Regions from separate parts of the Sus scrofa genome. Here region 2 is linked to region 1. A link is a contact called in public HiChIP or PLAC-seq data. All regions are on one chromosome and are shown on one strand. Each heading gives the region's core, a stretch centred on a gene start, on an enhancer-like site or on the middle of the called end of the contact. The rest is flanking DNA. Distances are from core to core; before and after follow the strand shown. Region 1 overlaps LPP (lipoma-preferred partner). Region 2 overlaps LPP (lipoma-preferred partner).

What was found. HiChIP or PLAC-seq counts read pairs in DNA pulled down with a chosen protein or histone mark.
Region 2: an H3K27ac HiChIP or PLAC-seq map of skeletal muscle shows a contact between it and region 1. The contact joins two enhancer-like sites. A contact is called at or near these places in 1 of 47 Hi-C or Micro-C datasets (epiblast stem cells) and 2 of 2 datasets of contacts at active chromatin or transcription factors (alveolar macrophages and skeletal muscle).

What each region holds. Positions count from the first base shown.
Region 1 is chr13:126,367,173-126,370,365 of Sscrofa11.1, reverse strand. The region is part of intron 8 of LPP (lipoma-preferred partner); the gene reads right to left. Among named protein-coding and RNA genes, the nearest start is that of MIR28, 87 kb to the right of the region's middle. Within about 2 kb of position 1,680, at least 7 of the 83 cell types and tissues checked have an H3K27ac peak or open chromatin away from gene starts, as enhancers often do. A contact at or near this core is called in skeletal muscle, where this site is marked.
Region 2 is chr13:126,188,204-126,191,396 of Sscrofa11.1, reverse strand. All of the region lies in intron 5 of LPP (lipoma-preferred partner), which reads right to left. Among named protein-coding and RNA genes, the nearest start is that of MIR28, 92 kb to the left of the region's middle. Within about 2 kb of position 1,721, at least 2 of the 83 cell types and tissues checked have an H3K27ac peak or open chromatin away from gene starts, as enhancers often do. A contact at or near this core is called in skeletal muscle, where this site is marked.

The sequences.
Region 1 (3,193 bases), core at 431-2,930:
GCCTTGCAATAAAGATGATGCCAGCCTTGCCTGGCATCCTCTGATTCTGCAGGGAGGTGAGCAAAAGAGAGATCCAGGAAGTAAGTTCTTTTTTTTTTTTTATTTTTTTTAAGTAAGCCTGACTAGGGGAAGGAATTACCATGTCCCCATTCAAAGTCATCAGAATATCAGAGAATTTCCACCCAAACTCCCCAGCAATTTTCATCTACAAGTTGGGCCTGTGCATTTGCCCTTGAGTGCAACAGCTCTTATGATAATTCTACAGCTGGAAGCAAGACAGCTGGCTTCACTCTCACATCCTTCTTTTCAATTTTTTACATTTACATTTCAGCAATGACTGCTGACAGGCTCCCCAAGCCAAGTTCTCTTCTCTGCTTCTTATACACACATAGAGTCCCAAATCCAAGGTACAGCAAAGGACAAAGAGTCAAAGACTCTCTTAGGAGACACTGGGATCTAAATGGAAACCCAATTCCCCTCCAGCCACCCGCCCCAAATAAATATCAAAGCAACCAGAGGCACACCCGTTGGGACAAGAACTAAGGGAAAGAAAAAAAGAATAAAATGTGATAACCCCCACCCCAATAATGGTTTCAAATTCATAAGGGAATATGCCAAAAATCTCAAATGGCTATAACACCAATTGTAGAAGGTTAAAACCTATGAGAGAGGGAGAAATAAAAGCCTTGCATGTTCAGAAAAGGCCCCATCTATTTAGGGAAGTTCCAGGAAAGCTTTTTTAAGGTTGGATGAGATAGATTTTCAAATGGTGGAGATGGAGAAAGGTACAAGGCAGACAGCAGGCTGGGCACAGAGAGAGAAGGCTAAGATAGCAATGTCTGGGAGAAGTGTCCAGTTTGGCCCAGTATTGTAAAAGGAATGTGGAGGAGAGGCGTGTGGGGTAAAAGTGAAGTGTTTCAGGACTGCTTCTTACACGAGCTGGGCTGGAGGTCTAGGCACATAGATCTCAAATCTGGGTGTGCAAAGGAACCTTCTCCAAGAGCCTTATAAACAATGCTAACTTCCTGGCTTCTTGTGCAGGAATTCTGGGGAGTAGTCCAGAATTTTGTTTTTAATGAGGACTTCAGGGTGATTCCAAAGCAGGTGGCCTCTGGCACATTTTGGGAAAACCAAGCTCCCTGAGGCTCATGACTGGTGACTGGTCCTCAGACTCTTCAAGCTCTCAAACCAGCAGTGTGCAGATAACATTCTGGAGACTGAAACATGGAAGAATAACTGTCCTTTGGGGATTCAAGCTACACAAACTTCTCTTCTGCAGGTTCTGTACATATGTTCCTGAGCCTCAGTCTATGCAGTTATTTACTGCTCAGAGCCTCCACACTTTGAGTTTTATTCAGCCCCATCAGCCTCTCTGAACCCTCACTTAGCCACTGGGGTAAGAAATACCATTTTCATTCTATTTGTGAGGAAATTTAAGCTAAAAGAAATGAAGTGAATGCAGACTAGTGTCTGAAGTTAAATTCCATATTCTTTCTCTAAAAATATTTGCTGCCTCATCTCAGGCCCCCTAAATGAAAGATTGAATATCTTACTTAGGACTCTTCCAACTTATTTTCTGGTTTATTTTTAAGATCAGTTTGAAAGCATAATCTCTCTCTCTCTCTCTCTCTCTCACACACACACACACACACACACACTCTCTCTCTCTCTCTCTCCTTTCCTCCCTCTATCTCCTCTGCCCAAATCTTTAATTCTAATCGAAAATGTATTCATTTTTCGGTTCTGAGGGTACAGTCCAGTTAAAAAGACCCTACTAATACAGATTTTGCACTGTACTGAGTAATTATCATTCCTTCATCCTTTAGGAGATATAGGATAAATATGAAAGAAAACAAGGAACAGACTCCTTCCCCATTTTCTTTCCAACCTTTTATCTATCTCTAAAGTAGGAAGTTTACTGAACCACTGCCAACAATTCACTCAGCCTAATGAAGTGTATAAGTAATAGGATTAAATAATCTTAAACCATTATTACAGCGGCCTGATGCTGACATTCATCCAAACTCTGGCAAACACCAAGTGGTGAGTTCATGCTTGATTTAAAAATAAACAAACTAGGGCAGTGGGAAAGTTCTAGCATAAAGTTTCAGAGGCATGTAACCTGGAAATCTGAGACTCTCCATTCTGGTTAGGGCTGAAGCAACTTCTGTCTTATGTCTAAACTCTCCAACCAAAATTTATGCAATCCAGTATTTTCTAGGGATGTTACTCTGGGCCCTGTAGTCACATATGGTTAAACCTCTCATGTCAGTCCCAAAGAAAGCAGTTCTTTGAAGGCATCATCAAGGCTCATGGTTTCTATTCCTGCCTCTGACATTAATAAACCATATAACCTCAGGCAAATCAGTCAGCTTTCTCAGGCTTTAGGTTTTCTCAGCTATAAAATGACGTTATTGAATTTCTAAGGTTCCTCCTGGCTCTTAAAAAGCATTCTATCTCTATGACAAGAGAAAAAAGTAGAGTTTGGGATAGCAGACTGTGGCAAAAGGTATGTCTGGCTAGGTCTCTATTATTCTGGGCCATCTTCTTCCAGGTGGGAGCCTTACTACCCTTTCCAGGGAGGGCCGTATAGCCTGCAGGGATGTGGTGGGCAGTAATGAAAATCAGCAAAGGGCTAGGGGCTCTATAGGGGAAAAGGCTAAATAAAATCCATCAGCAAAGGACAGTGCAGTAACTATTCTCCCACTGAAAGTTGAGCTGTTGTATAATTACAGGGTGATGATATAAATGCCTGTTAAAGTGAGAGGTGCTTTCCAAAGCATATTCAATCCTCCAATCATTTTGCTCCTGAGTTAATTATCCCTGTAAAATTTTATAGCATTCTTCACTTAGATCATTTACCCTTTTAAAGGTTTACCTAGGTATTTTGTTTTTGTTGCTTCTTCATAAAGATTTTTTTCCCATTTTATTTTCTAAATGTAAATTTCTATTTTGATTTTGCTAGGTTACTAATAAATAATTTAGGTTTCCTTAGATTTTCTTAAATAATTATCATATAATTCATACATATTTATACACCCTAGTCTTACAATTTTGAGTGAAAAAGTCTCAGAAAAATAAGTATGATACAATACATTCATTTAAAATTAAGAAATACTATATGCAAACAACACAACATATATATTAGAGATAATATATAATAATATATATCATATATAAAGTATGATATATA
Region 2 (3,193 bases), core at 472-2,971, 180 kb after region 1:
ATGCCCACAACTTATGCCTATAATATATTTTAAAATAAAATTTTAGAGGATGGATGAGGAAAATGGTGCATGGCTCTGATGGAATGTTATTCATCAAGTAAGCGAGGGATTAGGTGTTCAAAATAATAGTCTATAACAAAAAGTAAAATGAGTGCACACATATACTACAATAAAACTTGTAAATCAGTAACATTTTAAGGTCAGTAGGTATTTCAAAGACTAAGAGCGATGTGATTGAATGTTATAAATATGGCCATGCTATTTTTCCTCCCCTCTGTATTGAGAAGGGTGTTGATTCTATCTCCCAATTTCTTTCAATCTTTCCAGTTCTCACTATCAACATATTGATGCCCTAGTTCTACCGATGCCCCAGTTTACAATATATATATATATCTTCTTTTATTAAATCTTTCAAAGCTTTCCAGTGCTCTTAGAACGAGGTTCAGTTTTTCTTCCTGATAGAGCCATTGCTTTGCTTTCCAGTCTCCTCTTTTCTATCCCATCCCCTGGAATATGATGCTCCAGCTATCCTGCAGTTACCTGATTTGAATGTTTTCCAACCTGTCCCCTCCTCCCAACTTCTAACTAGAATTAATCCTTCAGATTTCCAGTGAATGACATTCTGGAAAGCCGTTCCCAAGTCTCTAAGTCTAGGTAAAGTGTCTATCACTGATATTCCTTTAACAGACTGCACTTAAAACCACTGTCCACTGTTTTGCAATTCCTCCTTTAGTATTCTCTTCTGCTCCAAGCTTCATATGGACGGAGACTTTGTCTTTCTCACTCAACATGGTAGGCTTAGTGTCTAGCAAACATACACCCATATGTATTTATTTAATGAATAAGATTATTTCAATAATGTATTATTGGTAGAGTCTATGAGAGAGACATATAATAAAACAAAACAAAATGGCAGTAGTTGGCTAAACAATAACCATCCCACGTTATTCTTTTCCCACCAGTTTTGTGAAGCCAAACCATCAGTTATTTATCCATGAAGTATTTAAGTATGATAGCAGACTCGTAACTTAAACTAATTTAAAAAATAAATTCTGTTTTTACACATTTTAGGTTTCTTAGCTGTAGGTAACAGGAGATGTGGTGAGCCTTGTTCAGAGCCTTCGGTTATACACAACTACCATAATAGAACCAATCATTACAGTCTATTACTGCTATTCAGAGGTCATTAAAAGACAAAAAGATAGAAGGGTGAGATCCCTTTTCTCAGGAAACCCCCAAGTCTTACACTTGCTGATGGGGTGGAAGTTAAAATGTGGCAGTCTTTGAGACACAGTCTGAAAAGAGTAATCTGGGGCAGATGGAATTTTTGAGCAAGAAATAAAAGTGACTTAATTGTGCATCATTAAAATACACAATATTCTTTACAGAATCACAGAGCATTAGAACTTGTAGGAATTTGAAAGTCATAAATTTCTACCTTTTCCTCAAGGAAACTAGGCACAGGAAAGATTTGTCAAAGGTGATAAGGCCTTGACGGGTCAGAATTAGAATCCACCTTTCCAAGACCACTGTTGGAACCTTAATGCCAGCATTCCTGCCATCACACCAAAATGTCCAGACTTAGTAACAAGCCTATAAAACGGCAACAAATTCAGTTTTGTTTTTTAACAAAAGTGAACCTCGGTGTATAGACACTGGGCAGCACTGAGTAGAAATCACCCACGAGGCTCAATGGGGATTGGTTGGGTTGCTGTGTTTTCATACAGGAGTTTCCAAAATAGTAGTGGAATTCAGTGAGACAAGCCACCAGTGTGAGCAAGTGGCTATATTTGCATCAGTGGAAACAAACAGACCTGCGTTCACATATGTCCAAAGAAATTTGGGTGACCGAAAGCAAAGCAAAAAAGGAATAGGTGGTGAGTTACAGTCTTTAGAGAATATGGTGAAAAAAATTTGCTAAGACCTATCAAATATCTCCAATAAAATGCTGAAACCACACCATATTTACAGCACATCAAGCTCATGGCACAGCCACTAGATGTTTGCTCAGTTTTTTTTCCCTTTTTTTGCAGAAAACATGCTCATTTTTAAATGATCACTATATTATTATGATTCAAATACATCATCCACATTATATACTGTATGGGAAGATGAAGTTTCTCTTCTCCTAACATATTTGTTCTCATAAATGGATGCTGTTTGTCCATTTATTGTAGATAGATAAAAAGGCTGAATCACAGAAGGGTATAATTTCTAAGGAGAGAGCACTTTTGCCACAGAGTGGGAGAAAGGGTGGAAAATGTTTTCATAAAAAGCGACTATTAGGCACAAATAAGAGCTCTATTCACCAAACCTGTACATATCCCTTTATCCTTGTAAAACAAGCTATGAAAGCACATAATGACTAACTGCAGCAAAATTACTCACATTCTAACTTTGCATAATCGCTAAAATGGTTCTGGTTTTTTAACCCTCCCCCTTCAACAATTCTGCACTCTTAAAACAATTTTTTTTTTCAACCACAGCACAAATGGTTATAGCAAATGAGTGTACCAGGCACATCTGCTGTTCCAGAAAAGAATTCCCTCTCCTGTGCCAAATCCACGTCTATCGGAAGGAATAAAAATAAATCGTGAGCAGGTTCAGCAAATGCCCGGATAAATCCTGCATTGACCACATGGGGTAGATTCATTTCTGGTCCTTGGTGTGGCCTAAAAAGGGTGAGGCAATGGAGGAGTTGATGTGGAAGCAAAGGTTTCTCTCACGCCTGTCTTTGTCACTCAATTGCGGAGCAGGTACACAGTTAAAAAGTAGCTCCCTCCTCAGTTTCTCTGGTCATCTATTTAGGTAACAGGATTGAGTTTATAACCTAAGAAGTGAAGGGAAATTGGCACAGTGTTTTGCAAAATACAGACAGTCTTCTTAAAAGTATCAGTGACAAGGAGTTCCTGTCGTGGTTCAGTGGTTAACGAATCCGACTAGGAACCATGAGGTTGCGGGTTTGATCCCTGGCCTTGCTCAGTGGGTTAAGGATCCAGCTTTGTAGCGTGAGCTGTTGCAGACGCAGCTCAGATCCCACGTTGCTGTGGCTCTGGCATAGGCCGGTGGCTGCAGCTCCAATTAGACCCCTAGCCTGGGAACCTCCACATGCCGCTAGAGTGGACCTAGAAAAGACAAAAAAAAAAAAATAATAATTAATTAAAAAATATATCCGTGACAAGAGCAACAATAG